Regions from separate parts of the Sus scrofa genome. Here region 1 is linked to region 2. Evidence: chromatin contacts called from public Hi-C data. All regions are on one chromosome and are shown on one strand. The core of a region is the stretch at or near the end of the contact, and the rest is flanking DNA. Distances in the headings are between cores, read along the strand shown.

Region 1 (5,071 bases), core at 830-3,329, 58 kb before region 2:
ATACCCCAAGTGGGAGCAAGATGGCCTCTGTGCCTACCTATTCCCCACTATGTAAAAGAGATTCCGGGGGCAAATGGGCCCTTTGCAGAGGGAAGGGGGGTTGGGGGTAATGGGAATTAGGGGCAAAGAAGGAAGTTGTTTCTAAACACTGAAGGAAAATATTTCAAGATGGCCACTTGTATTGAGAAGAAAGGCAACATAAGGCAGATTAAGATGGAGGTACTGTTCCAGCTGTCCCTGAAGGGCACTTTGCTTCGTTCATGGAATTGCAGCCAAAATGGCCATCCACTCCTTGGGAACCCCAGATGGCCACCATCTTGATTCTTTCTACCTTCCTTAAAGGCCCTGGAAGAACTGGACCCAAGGAATAAGGATAGGGTGAGAGTTGGGTTTGTTTGGTTGGTTGGTTGGTTGGTTGGGGGAGGATTGGAATCCAGGAATGAGAATATTTATGTTTAATTAAAAGAAAGTTGAGAAGCAAATATCTTAGAGATTCTCCTGGCATTATTACTGTCCATCAAGGAAGGGGCCCATCAAACCTGTACCAAGTCTCTTCTTCTACCCCAGGCTATGAAGTGGTGATAGAAAAAAAACATGAGCCACCTCCCTAGCCCTTTGCTACCCACTGAGCACTCTAGGCTCTTTTAATATACATCTACACAAGCATACACACACAGATGCACACATAGGACAGGGCTCCCCTAAGCAGCTCAGGGAAGACAGAAGTCTACCCTGTATTTTGAGGAGACAAAACAGTGAGTCCTGAAGGAGAGGCAGTGAAGAAGAGGCTAAGGGTGGGAAAATAGAAATGCCCTGATCTAGGAGGTTCCCACTGTGGCTCAGTGGTAATGAACCCAACTAGTATGCATGAGGATGTGTGTTCCAACCCTGGTCTCCCTCAGTGGGTTAAGGATTCAGCGTTGTTGTGAGCTTCGGCGCAGGTCACAGATGAAGCTCAGATCTGGCATTGGTATGGCTATGGCATAGGCTGGCAGCTGGAGCTCCAATTCAACCCTTAACCCGGGAAATTCCATATGCCGCAGGTGTGGCCTTAAAATGGGGGGGGGGTGCTTGGGCTGTGGGATGGAAATCCTGTGAAATCAGATTGTTATGATCATTATACAACTACAGATGTGATAAATTCATTTGAGTAATAAAAAAAATAAAGTAAAAAAAGGGGGGGGGGGAAAAGAAAGAAATGCCCTGATCTACAGAGCAAAGATGGGGAGTCTATGCCCTTATCCTGAGGTGCAGGGTATCTGACTCAGCTCATCCTTTAGGAAAGGGCCTGGGGGCTTTGGTTCATGTATCCTTGATGTTGGAATTAAAGGTCTAGATGCCTGGGGCTCCTGGGAAGCAGAGCAGAAGGCCTGGGCTTTTGGGTCTTAAGGAGAAAGGGCTGAGGGCTTGGTCTCTGGGCTGAGAGAGAAGATATCTGGGACCCAGAGCCCTGGATTCTGAGAGAGTAGGAGACTGGGTCTTAACTGCTGCGTTTGTTTGTTGCTTCCTTAGGGCCGCGCCCACAGCATATACAAGTTCCCATGCTAATGGTCAAATAAGAGCTGCGGCTGCTTTCTTACACCACAGCCACAGCAGTGCGGGATCCGAGCTGCGTCCGTGACCTACACCGCAGCTCGCGGCAATGCCTGATCCTCAACCCACTGAGTAAGGCCAGGGATTGAACCCGAATTCTCATGGATACTAGTCGGATTCATTACCACTGCGCCACAGCAGGAACTCCCATCAACTACTGTGTTCTTGATTGGGGGAATTTTGGAGGCTTGTACTCCTGGGATCTGAAGGGAGGATTTGGAGGTAGGGACGCAGGTTTTCAATGCTGGGATCCCTGGAAGAGAAGGAAAATGGAGCCGAGGGAGAAGAAAACTGAGGGTGAAGGTCTTGAGGGAAAACTCAAAATCCACAACTACAAAGCCGGCGATCCACACTCCTGGCTAGGCCCTTACATGAGGTGGGATGCCTGGACTCTCAAGGGGGCGGAGGCGGGGCCCAGGCTTCCACCCTGGGCTTCCGAGCGGCTCCTCTCTGCGCAGAGCTGCCACGCTATTGTCCTCACAAGGAAGGCGGGGCCGGCGCGGGGCGGGGCTGGCGGCGCCGGCGCAGCCCGGGGGCGGCGGGAGGAGGAGGCGGCGGCCGTGGCGCTGGGAGCTCCTGTCACCGCTGGGGCCTGGCTGGGCCGGGCGGGAGTGCAGGGGACGTGAGGGCGCGAGGGCCGGGACATGGGGCCCGCCAGCCCCGCCGCTCGCGGTCTGGGCCCGCTGCCCTTGTTGCTGCCACTATTGCTGCTGCTTTTGCGCGCGCAGCTCGCCGTCGGGAGCCTGGCCGGTGGAAGCCCCAGCGCAGCAGAGGTGAGGCCCGGCGGGGTCCTAGGGGATGGGGGAAGGGGCGGGACTGGGCCTCTAGACTCCGACGCAGACAGGTCCAGAACAGAAAGCGCAGTCTTTCCAGCCAGGCAGCCGGCCCCCTGGGGCCCCTAACGGCACCAAGGCATTCGGAAACCCAGCAGTTCAGGCTCTTATCTCCCTCATCATCTGTGGTCCCAGCCCTCTCCTAGCCACAGCATAGGAGCCCCTGGTCCCAGAAGTCCAGCCCTATCAGACCCTCTCGACCAAGGTGACTCAGCCCCAGCCCCTTCCACCTGAACAGGACCCACCAGGCAGCAAGGCACCTAGAGCCAAGAATTGGCCCCTTGCATCCTCTAGACCCATACGAGGGCTCCCACAATCTTCCCAGTACTCAGGAGTCTAGGCCTCCAGCCACCGCCCCCTAACCCAGGATGTAGCTCTCCATCCCTCAAGGACTTGGTGTCCAGGCCTGCAGGGCTCTGAAGCCAGGCCTTGTGGTCTTTGCACCCAAGAATGGGAGCCTGAGCTAAGGATGGAGGGAGGAGAGGCCAGAACGCCTGGGTTCTGGCCTCCTCCCCCGCCATTCAAGTTTAACCCCTTCAGGCTCTTGTGCGGCTGCGCTGGGGTGAGGGCGGAGCCTGTCTCCGAGGCAACAAGGCCGGGAGAATCCCAGGGGACCCGGGTCGCCGTAGCAACGGCGGAGTCGGTGCGCCCCCGCCCTGTGGGAGCTGTTTCCCGGGGAACCGAACCTCTACGGAGGAGGGTGCGAGGTGCTTGGTGGAGGGGGCTGGTGCTTGGGGTCTGAACAACCTTGTGGTAGGGAGCAAAAGACCAGGAGACACCGCATGCCAGTGTCCTCCGTGGCTTCGCTGACCCCTCCGCCACCACCCTCAGGCTCCAGGGTCGGCCCAGGTGGCTGGACTATGCGGGCGCCCAACCCTTCACCGGGACCTGCGCACCGGCCGCTGGGAACCAGACCCACAGCTCTCGCGACGCTGTCTCCGGGACCCGCAGCGCGTGCTGGAGTACTGCAGACAGGTAGGCGGGACCTACTGAGAGGGGCGTGGCCCGCAGGGAAGCAGGTCTACCTTGGGGCCCGATTGCCCACAAGAAGCTAGTCGAGCAAAGACAAGGTCCAGGAAAACAAAGGATCCAAGAAGGCATTCGAAGCTAGGGGATTTGGCTGGCAAAGAGGCGAAGTGAGGACAGGACCTATTTTTGAGAAAGTAGGTCAGGAAAGGGGAAGAACTGTGTGAAGACAACCAGCTAAGAAAAGTGTCCAGTGAAGAGACCAGAGTTTAGAATACAGGGTGGACTCCTTAGAGAGCCAGGGTATAGGGGGGCGTGGCCACGGAAGAGGCAGGGCTAAGACTAAAAGACCTCAAGGACCTGGGCATCAGGGAATGGGGTGGAGACCAAATGGGAGAGTGGAAAGCTAGGAGGCGTGGCTATGAAAAGACAGGTCTAACACAAAGAGAAGGGATACTTACTGAGAGGCCAGAGAGAGGCAAGGCTTAAAGAGGTGGATCTATAGAGAGATGAACCTGATTGAGGGAGGGCGCAGAGGCGACTAGAAGAGAAGTGGGCATAGAGGGACTGAGTTTGGGGGCAGCGGAGGGACCTTCTTAAAGAAACTGGACAGGAGTTCCCGCTGTGGTGCAGTGGGTTAAGAATCCAACTGTAGCGGCTTGGGTTTCTGCGGAGGTGCGGGTTCCACCCCAGGCTGGTGCAGTGGGTTAAAGGATTCCACGTTGCCAGAGCTGTGGCACAGATCACAGCTGTTGGATTCAATCCCTGGCCTGGGAATTTACAAATGCCACGGGTGTGGCCATAAAATTTTTTTAAAAAAAGAAAGAAAGAGGCGTTCCCATCATCATGGCTCAGCAGTAACGAGTCTGACTAATATCCATGAGGACGCAGGTTCGATCCCTGGCCTCACTCCACGGACTAAGGATCCAGCGTTGCCGTGAGCTGCGGTGTAAGTCATAGAGGAGGCTCGAATCTGGCGTTGCTGTGGCTGTGCATAGGCCTGGGAAGCTCCGTATCCCACGGGCGCAGCCCTAAAAAGACAAAACAGAAAGAAAGAAAAAGGAAGAAAGGAAGGAAGAAACTGGAATGACAAAGGGGCGGGGCCTAGGGAGGGCGTGGCTTTTAAGAGGGATCTCCTGGAGACGCCGCCCAGGGGCTTAAATGTCTAAGACTGGTTCTTTAGAGAAGTGGGGCCTGGGGAGGAGAGGTCCTTATGAATACAGAGCCTTGAAAAGGGACGTGGCAGTGCAGAAGCAAGGCTAGTAGGGATGGGGCAGTGGGTTGATCGTCCCCACCCACTGTCCCCAGATGTACCCGGAGCTGCAGATTGCACGCGTGGAGCAGGCAACGCAGGCCATCCCCATGGAGCAATGGTGCGGGGATGCCCGGGGTGGCCGCTGTGCCCACCCCCACCACCAGGTTGTGCCTTTCCGCTGCCTGCGTGAGTCACAGGCTGAGGGAGGGGAACGGCAGGTTGGGGGAGGGGGCATCTGCAAGGGGGTGAGTTTCTGGTCCTGGTTTCAGGTTCATATTAGGGAGCTGGATGCCTGGGTCCAGAGTGGGACAGAGAAGCCTCTGAGGATAACAGATCTGGATTCTAGGCGGGTAGGGCTAGTGGCTGTGGGAGTGTCTCACACTGATGCCCCCCCATTTGCCAGCGGGTGAATTTGTAAGCGAGG
Region 2 (5,305 bases), core at 2,627-5,126:
GGCAGTTTAACCTCATTCTTCCTGCTGTGGCTGTTTCCACTGTTTCTGTCCCCTTCTCCAGATGTTGCAATTAAGTCAATGCAGCAATTAAGCGGAGTTCCCAAACAACCGTCCCACCAGGATCCCCTTCCAGGAGCTAATGGGCGATTATAGCTCATGCAGACACACACACAGTACTATTCGGGCACAGCAGGAACCCCCACCCCTCAGATTGTACAAGCTATGGCATGAGGGCGCACAAACAGCATAGAGGTCCCTTTGCCCACTGGCTTCATTCATACTTATCCTTCATGTCTCAGTATAAAGATCACCTCCTCCAGGAAGCTCTCCTGACTCCAGAGGGAGGGAGCAGAAGGGTTGGACTCTGCCTCTGGGGCCCCACACAGCCCTGACCCCGTTCTGCTCTGTGCTTTGTCATCAAAGCCCTTATTATCTGGCCCTGTGCTTCCCCTACCGCACCCTGACCCTATGGTCTGGGCTTCTGTCCTGACAGTCCCAATGGTTTGGCCCAAGCTTCTGCCATCCCAGCCCCAAGCACCTGGGATGTCTAGAGATGTGTCTTTTTCCTTTAGGAATGTGAGCCCAGTGAAGCAGGACTTGATGCTGTCTTGGTCTTTTTTTTTTTTTTTTTTTGGCTACATCCACGTCACACGGAAGTTCCCAGGCCAGGGATAAACCCAAGCTACAGAGCTGCAGTTGCTTGTGTTTGTTTTGTTTTTTTGCTTTTGCTTTTTAGGTCTGCGCCCGTGGCATATGGAAATGCCCAGCCTAGGGGTCAAGTCGGAGCTGCTGCTGCCGGCCTATACCACAGCCCCAGCAAAGCCAGATCCAAGCTGCATCTGTGATCTACACCACAGCTCACAGCAATGCCAGATCCCTGACCCACTGAACGAGGCCAGGGATCAAACCCACATCCTCATGGATACTGGTCAGATTCCTTTCCGCTGAGCCACAACAGGAACTCCCCCGTGCTGCAGTTGTGACCTGCTCCGCAGCAGCGGCAATCCAGATCCTTAACCCACTGTGCCACAGGGGAACTTCCTTGGTCACACTTTTACTGCAGTGTCATCCAGCACACAGCCATGCCCAGAAATCCAAAGTGAATGTTGAACTAGCATCTTTGCCTCTGCCTCTCTCGGTTGCCAAATCCCTCTTTATGTCTCTAAACATGTTGGTTTCTTTGGCACACTCTTGGGGTGCTACAGCCCCTCAAGCCACCAGGTTTCGCTGTAGCTGTGCTAGAAAGTTCCACACACACTGCCGATGTTCCTGGTTTAGCCCGGTAGCTCTCAAAGTGTGGTCCCTGGGCCAGCAGCATTACCATCACCTCGGAAGGTAGGCATGCAAGTCAGAAATCCTGGGACTGGGGCCTGGAGAGCGATGGTTAACAAGTCCTCAGAGTTCCCATTGCGACTCAGCAGTAATGAACCTGACATCCATGAGGATGCAGTTTCGATCCCTGGCCACGCTCAGTGGGTTAAGGATCTGGCATTGTCATGAGCTGTGTGTAGATTACAGACAAGGCTTAGATCCCACGTTGCTGTTGCTGTGGCGTAGCCTGGCAGCTGCAGCTCTGATTCAACCCCTAAACTGGGAACTTCCACATGCTGCAGATGTGGTACTAAAACAAAAAAAGAGAAAAAAACCCAAGTCCTCCAGGTGATCCCGATGCAGCTACAGCATGAGGATCCAGGTCTAGCTCATGCAAAGCATCCCTCTCTGCTTTTCTGCTTCAGCTCGCAGCATCAGTACCGCCCCCTCTCACCAAAGGGACGAGCATTACCAAAGGGGGTGAGATTTGGTGGATAAATTCCCAAGCCTCTCTGAACTTTGCAGCAGAGGAGGAATAGACGGAATGACACTTCTGATGTGTCCTACAAGCTTCCTAAATGTTCCCCAGCAGAACTGAGTCCCAGTTGCCCAGAGAGGTAACCTGCTCCCCATCTGTCCCTTCTATTAATTGGGTTCCTCCTCTGCCTCACTCTCCCCCACCCCACCCCCACCTCCCATTTCCTGGGTCCAGTCTCAAAGCAGCCATTTCCACTGAATTCCAATTCCAGTCTGTTTGGAATCGACTCCAGGTTTTTTTCTCTATCTCCCCCCGCCCCACATCTGTAGCATCTCTGAAACTTCTCGTCCTTTTTCTGAGTGTCTGAGAAACCAGTATCTGCTGTGCCAGGCCGGGAGCACTGATGAACTTTACTAATGATCAGGAGAGGCGGGCCCGAGAGCGGAGTTAATTTTAGCTACAAGTTTTCAATACGCATAAGTGCAAGGAGCCAAAAGTCTGTTCTGAAACCTTCCGGGGAGCTTGAGATGCCAGGGTGGATGTGTACTCCTGCCTCCGCCCGCAACAAGATTGCTTTACTCCTCCACTCAGATGAGGGTTCCCGGGGGGTGGATTGTGATCAGGTTCCCCCAGGGTCATGACCACAAGCCAAAGCTGTGTCCCCTCCAGACCAGGGCTCCCAAAAGACTATGTTCCCCATAGTGCTATAACCAAGTTCCAAGGCCAGGCTTGTAGACCATAGCTCACATCCCTCTTCCTGCCACACCATCTGCCAGGAAACATGTGGGGCCCCCTCCCTCATCCTCCCCTCCACTATCCTCCAAGCATCAGCACAGGCAGACACCACTCCTGGTGAGTCATGTGTTAGTACAATTCTAATAGGCTACTCTGTGGGATAGTAGACCTGAGCTAGGAAGAGGGGAAGGCTGTGGACATACTTTTCGGGGTCAACTCGGTCAGCCCCCTGTCTCTGTCCAATTTTTTTTTTTTTTTTTTTTTGTCTTTTTAGGACCACGCCCACGGCATATGGAAGTGACCCAGGCTAGGGGTCAAATCAGAGCTGCAGCTGCCGGCCTACACCACAGCCAAACAACAGCAAACCTGAGCCGCGTCAGCAACATACACTGTAGCTCACTGCAGCTCACAGCAACACCAGATCCTTAACCCAATGAGCAGGGCCAGGGATCGAACCCACATCTTCATGGATACTAGTCGGGTTTGTTACCCCTGAGCCACAACAGGAACTCCTCTGCCCCAATTCTTATCTTCTTCTCCATGGGTTATCTGGCCAGTGTGCCTTGAGGTATAACTCTAATTCCAGAGGGCACAAAGTCTTGGAGGCAAGTTTTCCCCTTGCAGCCAGAGCAAGGAGACTTGGGAAGGAGCAAAGGCTCTGCTCTGGCTGCAAGATCAGCCTTGATGATGGGCAAGGTCCAATAAGGAAACTCCATCTGTGGGAAGGGCATCCTGGGAGGTGGTGCTGAGACAGAGGCACAGAAGGAGACAGACCGGGAGGGGGTGCCTCTGGGATGGAGAACCACATTCAAGGCTGTGATTGAGAACTGGGTACACATGTACACACATGTGCCCCAGCTCAGTCTGTCTCTGTCTCTCTCTCCCCGCGACTTTGTCTCTTTGACTTCTTCTACGTCTCTTTGTCTGTCTCTAACTTGTACTGTCTCTTGTCTCTCTTTTTCGTTCCGGGTCACTCCCTGTCTTTGTATTTCCATCTCTCCTTGAATATATCTTTCTATTTCTCTATCTGCCTCTCTCATTCTACTCTCTGTCCCTCAATCTAAGCCTGCCTATTTTTTGTCTCTGTCTTTATCTCTGTCTGTCTGTCTCTCTCAGTCTCTGTATCTCTCTGACTCTCTCTTTATCCAAGGGTTCTGTCTCCCAAGCAAAGCTAGGACGACTCCATAAGAGGTGGGGCCAGGGGCGCGCCTTTGAGAGCGGGGACCTGCCTACACCTTTAAGTGCGGGCGCGCGCGGGGCCTGCGCCTTTAAGCGCGGGTGCGCGCACGGCCCTGGGTTCCCGGCGAGGAGGCCGCGGGAGCGCCCGGACCCGGCCCGCCTGCCCGGCCCCCGCCCGGCCCCCGCCCCGGCCCTGGCGGGGGAGGGGTCTCTGAGCGCGGCCCCTCCCCCCTGCGCCCCCGCCTCTGCTGCGGTGCCCCTACACCGCGTGTCTCCGTCTGTCCGTCTGTCTGCGCCGGGCCTCGCCCCACCCCGGCCCCCGGGGCTGCCTGGCCGCCCCCCCACCCACCGCAGCCGCCCCCCTGCCTCTGGGCCAGCCCCCGCTGCAGCCCAGGAAGCAAGTCAGGACGCCGCCGCCTCAGATCCAGGGCCTGCATCGTGAAATCGGGGGCCTGCACCCCGAGATTGGATCCGGAGATCTGGAAACCCGAGCCTGGGAGCCTGATTTGGGGCTGAAACCCCAACACCTGGAGCCTGAACATCAATATCTGGGGCTGAAATCCCAGCATCAGTCTCTGGGGCTGATTTGGAACCTGAACCCCAAGAATTGGAATATGGACCCCAAGATTTGGAGCTTGAACCTCAAGATCTGGCATCTCAAACCCCAAATCTGGAGCTGAACTCTGAGTTCTGTGCCTGGGACCTTGAAATCTGGGACTGGATTCTCATGCTTATACCCTGGAACCCACTATTTAGAACCTGAACCCTGAGATTTAGGCCTCAGATTCCAAGATCTGAACCCTGGCATTCCACAGGGCCTAAAGCTGAGTTTGGGCCTGAAGTCCTTGCTGCAAACCTGAATGCTGAGATTTGGGGCAAATCTTGACTCAGCACCCCAATATCAACTGAGCACCCCAGTATCAGATTCCAAGACTGGGCCTGCGACTCAGACCTTAAACTCTGCATATGACTGTTTAGCCTCTCAAGACCAGAGCTGGGAGACCCTGACTGAGCAACCCAAACTGGGTTGGACCCTTAGAGGCCCAATATTTGGAGATCTAGGACTCAAAGCGTTAAGGTCTGCAGACACTGTGGCCACAAGTCTGAGCTGAGACACCAACAGATAGTCCCTCTACAGAGGCCTTGGGGACAAGGAAGGCATGACCAGGCACCCCCTCCAGAGCCCTGACCCCTGACCCCCTTGGAGCTTGAGGACTTTGCTCCCTGGGGCAGCTTCCAGCTCAGGTAAGGCTACTGAGAGACCCTCTGGAGGGGAGGGACTTGGGAGGAACTTTGTGGCTGGGGGTGGAGGTGAGGAGGACCAGGTCTCCCTGGGCACCCTTTGGAGTTTCTGCAGGAGGCAGGTGTATCCACTCACAAGGGTCTGCCTCCAACTCCTGCTCTGCCTCGAACACTCCGGACATTTGGCCAGCCCTGCCCCTCCCTGCCCTCCTCATCCCCAGGGGATGGCATCTCCAGGTCTGTGACCTCCCCACCCTGGCTCTCCAGCTTCTTCCTGCCCTCTGTCTTATTTGAGTATCTCCAGCTGCCTCTCCCGTCCACCTTCCACCACCTCTCCTCTCACTGACCACATCTCCATTC

The links. A called contact is a pair of places that touch in the nucleus more often than the background predicts.
Region 1: a Hi-C map of alveolar macrophages shows a contact between it and region 2, with 2.6 times the contacts expected there. The contact joins the promoter of APLP1 here to the promoter of LRFN3 in region 2. A contact is called at or near these places in 1 of 5 promoter capture datasets (liver), 33 of 47 Hi-C or Micro-C datasets (adipose tissue, alveolar macrophages, blood and 17 more) and 1 of 2 datasets of contacts at active chromatin or transcription factors (alveolar macrophages).

The regions. Positions count from the first base shown.
Region 1 is chr6:45,283,619-45,288,689 of Sscrofa11.1, forward strand. It overlaps APLP1 (amyloid-like protein 1), which reads left to right and starts at 2,080. Exons shown (of 17, transcript XM_021097132.1): 1 at 2,080-2,366; 2 at 3,258-3,401; 3 at 4,701-4,833; 4 at 5,051-5,071. The coding sequence starts at 2,238. It overlaps KIRREL2 (kin of IRRE-like protein 2), which reads left to right. Exons shown (of 15, transcript XM_013998358.2): 15 at 1-478.
Region 2 is chr6:45,339,970-45,345,274 of Sscrofa11.1, forward strand. LRFN3 (leucine-rich repeat and fibronectin type-III domain-containing protein 3) reads left to right here and starts at 3,877. Exons shown (of 4, transcript XM_003481830.4): 1 at 3,877-4,948.